Linked DNA regions of Mus musculus: region 1 is linked to region 2. The links are chromatin contacts, called in public Hi-C maps. All regions are on one chromosome and are shown on one strand. The core of a region is the stretch at or near the end of the contact, and the rest is flanking DNA. Distances in the headings are between cores, read along the strand shown.

Evidence for each region. Hi-C and Micro-C count contacts between places; a contact is called where the count stands out from the background.
Region 1: a Hi-C map of the N1E-115 cell line shows a contact between it and region 2, with 5 times the contacts expected there. The contact joins two enhancer-like sites. A contact is called at or near these places in 4 of 484 Hi-C or Micro-C datasets (the HPC-7 cell line, the N1E-115 cell line, cerebellar granule neurons and 1 more) and 1 of 115 datasets of contacts at active chromatin or transcription factors (large pre-B cells).

Annotation. Positions count from the first base shown.
Region 1 is chr15:72,862,900-72,868,652 of GRCm38.p6, reverse strand. The region is part of intron 16 of Trappc9 (trafficking protein particle complex 9); the gene reads left to right. Among named protein-coding and RNA genes, the nearest start is that of Gm41343, 34 kb to the right of the region's middle. Within about 2 kb of position 2,967, at least 86 of the 459 cell types and tissues checked have an H3K27ac peak or open chromatin away from gene starts, as enhancers often do. A contact at or near this core is called in the N1E-115 cell line, where this site is marked.
Region 2 is chr15:72,204,546-72,209,986 of GRCm38.p6, reverse strand. No RefSeq gene overlaps it. Among named protein-coding and RNA genes, the nearest start is that of Gm23217, 48 kb to the left of the region's middle. Within about 2 kb of position 3,821, at least 21 of the 459 cell types and tissues checked have an H3K27ac peak or open chromatin away from gene starts, as enhancers often do. A contact at or near this core is called in the N1E-115 cell line, where this site is marked.

The DNA of each region.
Region 1 (5,753 bases), core at 1,718-4,217, 660 kb before region 2:
GAGACCTGTATATCCACTAAGGTACCTGTGAAAGAAAACCCTAGAAGGTAACATGTGTTAGCAAAGACATGGAGAAATGGGGATTTGTAACTCCTTGGAAGTTAAACATGGAGTTACCACGTGATCCCGCCATTCTGCTTTCAGGCCTAGACTCTCACACAGAGCTGAAAACACACAACCACACACGTCCACAGCACCATTGCTCACAGTGCTGACTGGGGATGCAGCTCGGTGTCCATCAGCTGACTAGTGGAGCAGTGAGCTGTGGAATAGACCGGACTGCATTGTCTTATTCAGTCACAAGAGGGAACAACGTGCTGCGAGACGTTGCAACCTGGGTGAGCCCTGAGCTCCTTGACAGGAGCAGGTCAGGTGAAGAGTTTGACTCTCCAAGTTAAATCTTCTGACTATGCAGATCCACAGAAACTGGGGAGCTGTGTAGGCCACAGGGCCTGGCTGGGGATCCAGGAGCAGTTGCCTAGTAGATAAGCACTTTCCTTTTGGGGTGAAAGGTTGGTGAGCGGCAGAGGTTGCACCCTACCATGAACATACTTAGTGCCACTGAATTTTCCATTTGAACATAGTTAGTTTTATGTCATCTTCACCTTCAATAGCAGCAAAAAATATTGAAAATTATAAATCATCAGATACTTGGCGATTAGACATCTCTTTTCCTTCTACCTGTCTGACATCACTGAGCCTGCTGCCTCCTGGATGACCACCTGGCTTTCTTTCCTTCTTTTATGCATGGGCCTAGTCCCTCCTTCCTTCCTTGTTCCCAGGGTCCTGGGTCACCTGCTCCCAGGTTCATTTTGAACAGGTCCCTCCTGTGAACCCTTCTCTTCAGTTTTTGTTTTTTTTTCCTTTCTATTCCTAGCTCTGTACCATGACTGGGGATATAATCCCAGGGAGTTCATACGTCAAGGAGGAAAGACTCTTACATTGACATTCTGATTTTTCACCTCACAGACTGAGAGGAAGGATATGTTTGCAGCAGGAAGCTTTCTTGTAAGTGCTAATTAAAAGCTGGGGTCATTGTCCTTGCTATGGGTATCTGCTGGCCCCCTCAGGAATGGAGCCATTAGCCTGAAGCACACTCGGGGGTTCATTCTGGTCTGTGCTCTATCTTGTCTACTAGACAACAAGATGGGGACTCATCACTTGAGGTTTCTGTTCTAACCACGCTGGTCCCCAGTCAGCATGCATGAGTGAAGGTGGCTTTCACAATGGAGACCCATGGTGTGTCCACCAAGACTTCCAGGGAAGAGCGAGCCTACGCTGCAGGCACTGGGGTTGCACAGAGAAGCAACCAAAACAAGATAAGCTGCAGAAGGGGAGTGGTCTGGTCAGATGCTGTGGTGGTGAGCACTGGTCCAGGAGAAGCAGGAGACGCGGTACGAGGCTACGGCAGTGGACGACAAGGGCATCAGGGGAGCAGAGAACGCAGTTTCCAGGCAGGTCACTTTTGTGGATGCTGAAGCTGTTACCAAAGGTCACGTTAACTCAGGAAATTCTTTCCACTCCCCAGACTTTGCTTTCCTCATCCGTCAGATGAGAATAGTAGAAGCGTTCATGCCCAGACTTGAAGCACTGGAGACTACTTCCAGCACTCAGTTCATACTGTACTCACACTTACAATGTGACCTGAAGGCTGCCACCAGGGCCAGACTGACGGAGGCTTTGTAGTCTTCACGCCCCAGAATTACGGTTGCACTTACAGCAGACTGCAGGGAGGAGACTGGAACCTGCTGTTGGGAAAGCTGAGACAAGACATGAACTTGAACTTTGTGCTTGGAATGGTTTGGAGTGGGGCAGAAGAAGGTTGTGGCAATGTGATTGACAGGTCTTAGGGACCATTAGGCCAAGGCAGGGGAGATTCTGTTTTCATCTGGTGGCTCTGGAGGGCGGGGCATGGTGGATGTGCTCATTCTGCAGCTGTCTGCAGCTGCCGTGCTACCCAGGCAGGTCTTAGAGGGCAGTGGCTGCTGTCTAAATGAGTGTGAGCCAGAAGTAGACATAGAACTGCTATCCTTGATAAGGGAAGTTTCCCTAAACTGAGGCAGCCACTCAAAGGAGACTCTGGAACAGGAAACGGGGCTACTGCTGCAATTTTGCTGACCCCTGTATCGGAGGACTTGCAAAGATGCTTGGGAGAGACCAAAGACGAAAAAGACATTACAGAAAGCAAAGGACAGTCCGTAGAAACAGCACAATCTAGGGAGGGGAACGTGTAAAGAGTTTGCTGAATTTACCAGTGTGGTATTTTATGACCTGACCGGGTTACTAGAAGTTTCATAGGCAAAAGACGCTTTATGTGTTGAATGGTCACCGGGATGAAGAAGCTAAGCACGAAGCAAAGCCACTCACTGAAGTTTGGTTTCGAAAGTTAGGAGAGGGGAGTTTTAGAAGTGTGTGGCTGAGTCCCCGTCGTCGCTGCTGCTTGGAGCCTCTGGCTCACGAGCCCTGCGCCCTGAGATGTGCATGTGAGGTAACTGTGCTGCCACAGACCTTGATGAGGGATATTTAAAGGGTGCGTCCTCCCTCACTTCTCCATTTGTTGTGTTCATTAAGAATTTAAGTTAGCTGCTCTGCTTTTTGTTAAGGTATTTTTAGTTTCTCAAAATTTCTTTGCACTTGTTAATTAATCCTAAAATTAATCCTACGTCCTCTTTTTTTACTCACCCCCACCCCCACCCTGCCGTAATTTCCAAGTCAGCTCTCTTTTTGCCTGTTTCTTCTTGACCCAGAGTTAATAGGTTTTTGCACCAACCTTCTCCATTCTGAGAGGTCTGAATTGGTAATTATAATCTGAGTGCCCCCTTCTCCAATCCTTGAAAGGAGATTTATTGAAGGCGGGGCCATAATGACTAACGGCAAAGCTTGGTGCATTCTGTATAGATAGCCAGACCCATCTGGTTTTCAGGACTCAGACAAGTCCCTTGGGGTTGACTTTCATTTAAGCATTTGCTGTCCCCGCATCCTGCCGCCCACATCCTTCCTGCCGTTTCCCCCCCAGCAAAGCCACCGCTCATTTGGTGCTTGATTTGGTGCTAAAATGGCATCCGATGAGGCTTAGAGTCTGCAGGGTGGTAGAGAGGCAGCAACACCCAGAGGGTCTGACACCCACGAGCTGGGGCTGCTTCCTCTCCACTGTGGGCACTGGAAGAGAGTGGAGCCATCAGCCCAAGCTAGGAAGGCAGCCACTGTGAGACAGGCCACTCCTTTGTGCTGTAAGGAGACACTCAGGCAAATCTGAGTAAGACATGATGATTCTGTGTGAAGATGTTATAGTGAAACCCATGATTTTGTATGTTAACTAAAAATATTTTAAGAGTTGGATAAAATTCTGGAGACATTGTGGTTACAATACCCATAATACCAGATTTACCCATCACCACATTTAAGTGTGCAGCCAAGTGGCATGAAATGGTCATACTGCACTGTGGGTGCCATTGCTGTCTCTTGCAGAACTCCATTATATTAAACACCCTCCCCATTTAATTATTTTGTAATGATAGTGCACTACAATGTAGCCTCTGATTCTTACTCATTCATTAAATATTCATTGACTGCCTACCTATTAAGGACTGGACTTAGCTCTGGGAATGCAAATCAAGTGAGTTAGGGACTATCTTTAAGGAACTGAGACTCTGGCAAGGAGTACAGCAGTGAAGATTCACTACCAGCCTCTGTCAGGGTTCTTGGGACAGCACAGAAGCAGAGCAGCTGGTCCCCTGGGGAGCCCAGAGGAGCCATGTGACTGGGGATCAGATGCATGTATAGAGAGGTGCAGTGGGCCATGGCTGTCTCTGCAGGGTTCATTTGATTTTTCTTAACACAGGAAACTGGAAATTTGCACTGTTGTGTTTCCTCTGGATCCTGCTGGTCCAGTACAGCGCCGTGTGGTACAAGTGTGTGTCTAACGAGAGAGGTTGCAGCTCACTGCAGATAGGTGGTGTTGTGGCCTAGCTGCTATCCTTGTGGTGTGCATAGGATTGGGGTGTGGCTCAGTCCAGAGAAGGCACATCACCCAACGCCTTTACCTCAGATTCGAGGATGCCAGGCTTAGATGTCAGGAAGGCCTTCTAGGCTCTGTGTGTGTGGTTGCTGTGACCATCATGGCAGCCTATCCCATGATGTGTGCACTGTTTCTGTGTTTCTTCGTGCTTCCTCTCCTCCTCTCTCTGTCCTTCTGAGGCTTAACCTTGCCCGGTTCAGATCGCTGTGTCTAGTGTGGCTATATATGGCCCCACTGAATGATGTTGCATTTCGGACAGTGAGGACCCGAGAGCAGATTGCCTACTGCTCTTTAGCCTTGTCATCTAAGGCAAGCCACGTGATCTCTTTGCGCTACAGCTTCTGTGGGTCAGGACCAGATCGGATTTCCCTCGCTGCTGTGTAAGCAGAGGTAGCATATGCAAAGTGCCTAAGCTCTGGCTTAGTTCTGAGGGGAGGACAGAGTTGTTCAGGTTCATGCTTTGCTTGAGATACAAGGTTCCTGCACTGTGCAGCTGGTCAGCCATTAGCCAGGAGATAAGCCATCGGCACCTCTGCTCCTCAGCTTCCTCCTCTATGAGTCAGGGATAGTAAGAGCTGCACCTGACAGAGCCAGGATGCTCCTCTGAGCACTGGACACACACGAAGGGACACAGTGAACACTCCACACTCAGAAAGCCACCACACAGCCTGGCATGTGTTTGGAGTCCTAGGAACATTTTCCCCCGTGGCTCTTGTTTCAGAAACTCAGGGTGGTGTGTGTCTCTGCCTGTCTGCCTCCTGAGCTTTAAACTTAGGGCAGGGGCATTGGGAACAGGGCCATCATGCTTCTGTTTACAGGCCTGTTTCCTCAGGCTTGCAGGGATGGAGGCAATGCAGCAGGCAGGTACCACACTGCACTGCAGTTCATCATCTTACCACACAGGGCTGCCTTTCCTTATAGAAAGCTCACAGAAGGTTTAGGTGTGCTGCGCACCTTCTAGAAGGCTCTCTCAAAATGAGGATAAGGTACCTGCTTTGCAGTTTCCATCCCTTTCCATGCCTTGTATTTGGCAGCCGTTGTGTTTACAGAGCGAGAATTCTAGCTTCCTCCCTTTCTGTAGCAAATGGCTTGGGTGGAATTCTGAAGAGGTCCTAGCCTCCTCTCTGAAATGCTGCTTATATATTATTCCGTATTCTTCCTCCAGGCTGAAGGTGGACATGACTCAGAGGCAGGTGGGAGGCAAGGCTTTGCAGGGGAGACACCCACAGTTCCTAATAACTCAGAGACCGACCGGTAGAATAAGGAGAAGAGGGTATAGATTTTGAAAAACAGTTCAAGAAACTTGTTGAGGTCCTTTTGCATGTAAGGCTGTTCTGGGGATTCTGCAGCTAATGACTGCAGGGTGCCCTGCCCTCCTGCCTACCTTCTAGTGAGAAGTAGCTGAGGCCTTTAAGATTTAAGCATTTTTTAATAGGGGATTTTTTTTTTTTTTTAGGTATTGGAGAACAAAAGAGAAAAGGCGGGGGGGGGGGCGACAGAGAGGGAGTCTCAGATGGCTGGGGTGGGTTACCATGCTGGGGAGATTGAGTGGTTGGGGCCTTCAGCTCCCAGACCGGCTTCAAGCTTCACAGTTCTATCCCTGAGATAGAAGCTACACAGAAGACAGAGACTGTTTGTCCACGCTGAACCGTTAGTGTTAGGATGTCACCTAGGTGATGACAGGTGATCTCAAAGTGGCTCTTCAGTGAACAAATGATTTAATGTGACAGCAGGC
Region 2 (5,441 bases), core at 2,572-5,071:
GTATCATCAGGGAGTGTTTGCACTGATTAATTCACCAGCATCAGGAGCTGGCAGCTTGAAAAGATGATTTCAAAAGCCTCTAGGGATGGCTGCTTTGTAGGGGATGCTCACATTAGCTAATCACATGGAAGAGGGTATGTGCACTAAATGTCTCCTTATTACATTTCAGGGAGAAGCAGGTGGCTGCTGGGTTGTTCATACCATGGTCTCCCATGACCAGTCCTGTCAGAAACTGCAGCAATACCTGCATGGAAGAAATCCATGGAAGTTCAAGTCCTAACTCCAGAAAAGAGTGAGTTTTATACAGGAAATATTGACATTCGCAAGTGTTTGTTAAGGTGCGATTTGTGAGAGAACCCAGAAGCAAGGAAAATGAGCTTCAGTGAGGGAGTCAGAGACACAGCCAGTTGCATCTACAAATAATGAACCATCATGCGCTGATTTTAAATTATTAGACAGACACACACACACACACACACACACACACACACACACACATATACTCTGAGACAGGCAGGCAGGCAGGCAGACAGACAGACACGTACACACACACATACACATACACACACACACACACACACAGAGTGAGAGACAGAGAGACAGAAAAAGACAGAGAGAAAGACACCAAGAGAGGGAAAGAGACTGTGAGAGAGATGTATACCAGAGAGGGAGAGAAAGGGAGAGAAAGGGAGGGGAGAGCAGACTGTAGGAAAATGTAAGATTTTAACATTTAGCTCATGGTGATAGTTGGCATTTGAGTTTCCCATTTATTTCATAAACACATCGTGTTTTCATGCTCACATATGCGCGCACCACGTGGGAAGGGCTGCCGTGAGATCTGAGACAGCAGTGCCTGAAAAAGACTTTTCGAGTCAGACAGGATAGAAGCAAGACGATTGCTTGCTCTTGGGTCTTGGGTCATATATATATATATATATATATAACCATATATATATGGTTTTTTTTAAAGAAGAAGTTTACTTTTCAGTACAGGTCATTCAAAATGAAGACTAATCAGCTACTGCACCCTGCGTTAAAGCACAGACCATCTCCATCGTTAGTGTCCAGAGAGGAACTGGTATTGTGAGGATGTGGCTAATGGGACTCTTGCTCTTGCATACAGGGCCCCCTATAGGTGTAAGGTTTTGATTTAGGACACAGGAAGTTAAGTAGAGAGATAATGTTGGCCTGGCCTCAGGGTATGTGCTATTTATTGGTGTTCCTGAGGAAGAGGGCAGCCCACTGGGCATACTGGCCTTCAATTTCCCTACCCAGCTTTTTCCTTGCCTCAGTGGCTGTAGTAGGGAAGACACTTTCCTTCAGATACACATGGGTACCTCTACTCCTTGTGTGTTCCCTTCCTCTTCTCTTTACTCTTGGGACCAACTCTGCAGTCATCTCAGTTTTGCTTTGTTACCACATGCAAAGCACAGGCACCCACCAATATGGTATTACCTCTGCACCCCTGCAACCAAGGCACACCCTATTCAAGTTTTCAGTACATAATTGCTGGTACTTTTCGGCCCAGGCCCCACTGCTGTTTTCCCTTGCACTTTGGTAATCTCTTCAAAGCCAGGTTTAAACCCAAGCTCTATGGAGTCTTCTCAGTTGATGATTTGGGGTGAGTCACTCTTCACTCTGGGCCTCTGCCAAATTTCCAATTTCCTCAACTTGGAGGGGAGGGCACTTTGTGCTTCATCTTTACCCAGATGAACAAATGATCTCTCCACCCCCAGCTCAGCCACGCTATGGCCTCATTGATTGGTCTTGTCCACCCTCAGCCCAGGCAGGGAGGTGGCAGGCAGCGATGACTCATCACAAGAGGGGACTTGTAATGAGCTCCTTTGCTGGACGTCACTCCAGCCCTGTTGCTATGCACTGGAGAAATTCACCAGGATGACATCTGACACCTAAAGGAATTGTTACGATTTTGGTTTTCTGTTAACAACCTGTATTTTGCTAATTATGGATGTTATTGTCCTATGTTAAACCAACACAAGGTATGAAGATGCATGATCTCTAATTCCTCCACCAATGCTCTGAAGGCATTCATGTGACTGCCTTTCAAGGACCAGGATATTGCAGATTAGAAAGTTGGCAGAGAGCCGTGTTGCTTTCTGTGGTCTGTACTGTCACCGGAGACTATGCTAAGGTCCGTGGTATGTGCTGATACTGGAGACCATGTGCAAGTCTTCGATCTGTGTTTCCATTTATGGTAAAGGGCAAGGAAGTTACTTTTACCATGGTACTGATGACTGTAGACTCAGGTAAAAGAAGGCCTATATGACAACTCCATACACTCTCAAAGGTAACAGCCTAAACAGAAAGCAATCAAAAAGAACTTTTTGTGATTAAGATGCTAAAGTGAGGCTCTTCACAATTAATGACTCTGGTATGGGGTGTGTGGGGAAGGAAATGGTTTTCTTTAAGACTCTGGCCACTGGGAGTTTGATCAGGCCCCGTGAGTATCTGACAATATAAATTGGATTTCTTTTTTCCTTCTTTCTTGGGGGTGGAGGGTGTCACAGGGGTAGAGGGGCAACAGACTGGGATATGGATATGATGGGATGCATGATGAGAAATTCTCAATAATCTATAAAAATATTATAAAAAGAGAGAGTAGAGATTTGTGGATGTGCCTCAGCACAGCCTACACAGCAAAGCAGGTGATTGCTGTTAAAGTAAGAGTGAGCCAGAAAGCCCACTGAGTCGCGTTATTGCTTTCCAAGTGAAAATGAACCTAAGATTTAGAGAAAGGGAGCAACAAGTCCAATCTCAAGGTGAGACAGCAGGGTGAGGATTCGGTCTTCCAGCTCACTCCAGAGACAAAGTGCAGTATAGAGTCTCCTGCTAGGGTCTTCATTTTCTCTCCAGAAATATGTGCTCAGGGTCCCCAAGAAGCTAGCCCCTCTGTGTTTAGCATTCACAGTCACAGGAATCCCAGGGGAAATCTGACTCAACATTTTGATGCAGACAAGATCACACTTCTCCAAAGTCCCCTGCAATCTAAGCTGGGGAACCAGTAGAGAAGAGATCGTAGGTCTAGATCGAGCTGGTGAGAAGGGTCTGCCTTTTCACGCTTTATTATTATTATTATTATTATTATTATTATTTTAAGCATGACATTTTCAGTCAGCCTATGAGTTTTGACCAATTTCCTTTTTCTCATTGGACACCAGTTAGAGTTACTTTCTATCCTCAGTAATTCCAGCCTGACCCTGGTGTGAGACTTGCATATTCAGAGACTTGCAGGATACAGGAGGTGAATATCTGAAGCATATCATGAGTATATCAGCCAGACTTGTAATTTCCATGGACTGACTGTAGACTCAGCAAGCAGCAGGTGTCTAGGTTCTGCAGCAAGATCAGTCTTGACAACAGTGCTGGCTTCTCATTCAGGTTCAAAGCTTCCTTATTTGGAAGGCCACAAGACAGAAGTATGATTGGCACCAGTGTGAATGTAGAAAAGATGGAAAGCCCAAGGCAGAGCACGCAGCAAGCCCACTGTCATGGTGGCTCTGGCTGACGTTGCTCTAGTGATTTCACTGTTCAACCTCAGAAGGATGTTTAAAGCTTGGTTATAAAAAAAATCTCAGGTGGACGCTGGGGTCATCTGTTTGATGGGTGGCTGAGTCACTCTGCTGAAGAGCACAGCGGAGGGCGGGTTCTGATGGACTATAAAACCTGTGAGTGGGAAGAGACGTGGGCTGGTTTTGTTTTTCTAAATTGCGCTGTTTCCACCAAGTTCTGTTTCCATGAATCCGAAGAGGCTTTTTCAGAGCCGGGCTTGGAGGCAGCTGCAGAACCAAGCAGCCATCTCTTTCTGGCCACACAGTGCCCTCTGGTGGCCGAGAGCCTGTGCATTGGCGGCTCCTGCATAGAGGGGATGCAGGCCAGCTTTCTAAGGCTCTCTGGGCTATTTTGCTTCTTAGTAGGGGAGCTCTGGGAGAAAAGAGCAAGGGCACAGAAAACACAGAGCAGGATAGAGCAGTGTTGCTGACTTGGGCGATTAGCTGCAGTTCCTTGCCTTTTCTCAGTTCCCTGTTAAAGTAGGTGAATGGCTGAAGTACCTCTAGAATTGTCTGATACATCTGCATTTTAAGCAACCGTTCTCTGCTACATGAATTTCCTAGAACTGAAAAAAAAGATTGTGGTTATTGTTCTTTTCATAGGTGTTAGCTAGCTGCTAAAAGTGGAAGCTCACAGATCTCTACCATCTCTGCTTTATTCCCTAGCTCAAAAGACCCAGAGCGGGGAAACAGCAAAGCAAGAAAATAATGATTTCAGTTGCTGCACTGACATTGAACGTTTAAAATTTTAAGACCTTTGAGTTGATGCACAGTAATTGTGCATATTATGGGGTATTGTGTGATGTTTTATACATGTGGGCAGAGTCTAATAAATCAGGGTAATTAGCATATCCGCCTCTAGCAGTTATCATTTCTTTGTGGAGAGAACATTAAACATTTTTTCTCGTTTGAGCTATTTTGTATTCCTCTAAACTAGTCATGCAGCGTTCTCATTACTATTCCAGGCTTGCTCTGTGGAGAGCCACGGAGTTAATAGTTCCAATAACCACACCCAATCCACAGGGCACATCAAGGACTGAATCACATAAGCAGAGTCCTCAGGGGAAAACAGGAAACTGTTGAGGTCCCGTTTACCTCAAAAGGATAGCTAGGAAAGGATACTGAGGGCGACAGTCTGATGGTACTGTACAATGCCAAGTTATTTTAAGCAAATAATGCACACAAGCATCTAGAAGTAATAAAACCACAGGCAGAAATTATTAAGGAGTTTTCAAAGAACACAAGAGATGAAAGTAGGGTAGTGGTTAGTAGACCTACCAGCCAGATGGACAATTAAGCAGCTATTTAAAATTAGAATAGGAGGCATGATGGTGGAGACAGGCAATTGTAAGACAAACCCATGGGCAGAGTGCAAAGTGGCAGGCACTCATACCTAAAGAGGATGCGCACATCACCGACAGTACCAATTTATAAAGATGACATTGAATTAGGACTGTCCTGTCTTATGCTGACACAAAAATGAAGATTTCTTTTATAAAGATCTCTACACAGTTTAAGGTTTATCTTTCTCTGTATTAAAATGCAAAGGCTCAAGCTTATTCCCGGCTGTGCAATATGAAATCAAGGTGAGGCATAGCTTCAGAAGGCCTATTTTGAGGGGCAGTTGTTTGTGCTCAGGCCTGAACTGGTGACAGAGCTCCTGAAGATTAATAGTTAGGGAAGTTTTAGCAGTCACTGGAGATGAAGTATCCAGGGTATTAGGGGGGGTTGTGCCTGCTAAGTACATAGACTTGCTGTATCCATCTTGCTGTTGGCCCAACTAACCCTTTTGAACAGCGTCCCAACAGCACCCACCCAAAAAGCGCCCCATGAGGATTATGTAGGCTAAAGGTTTAGAAAAAAAAATTGGGA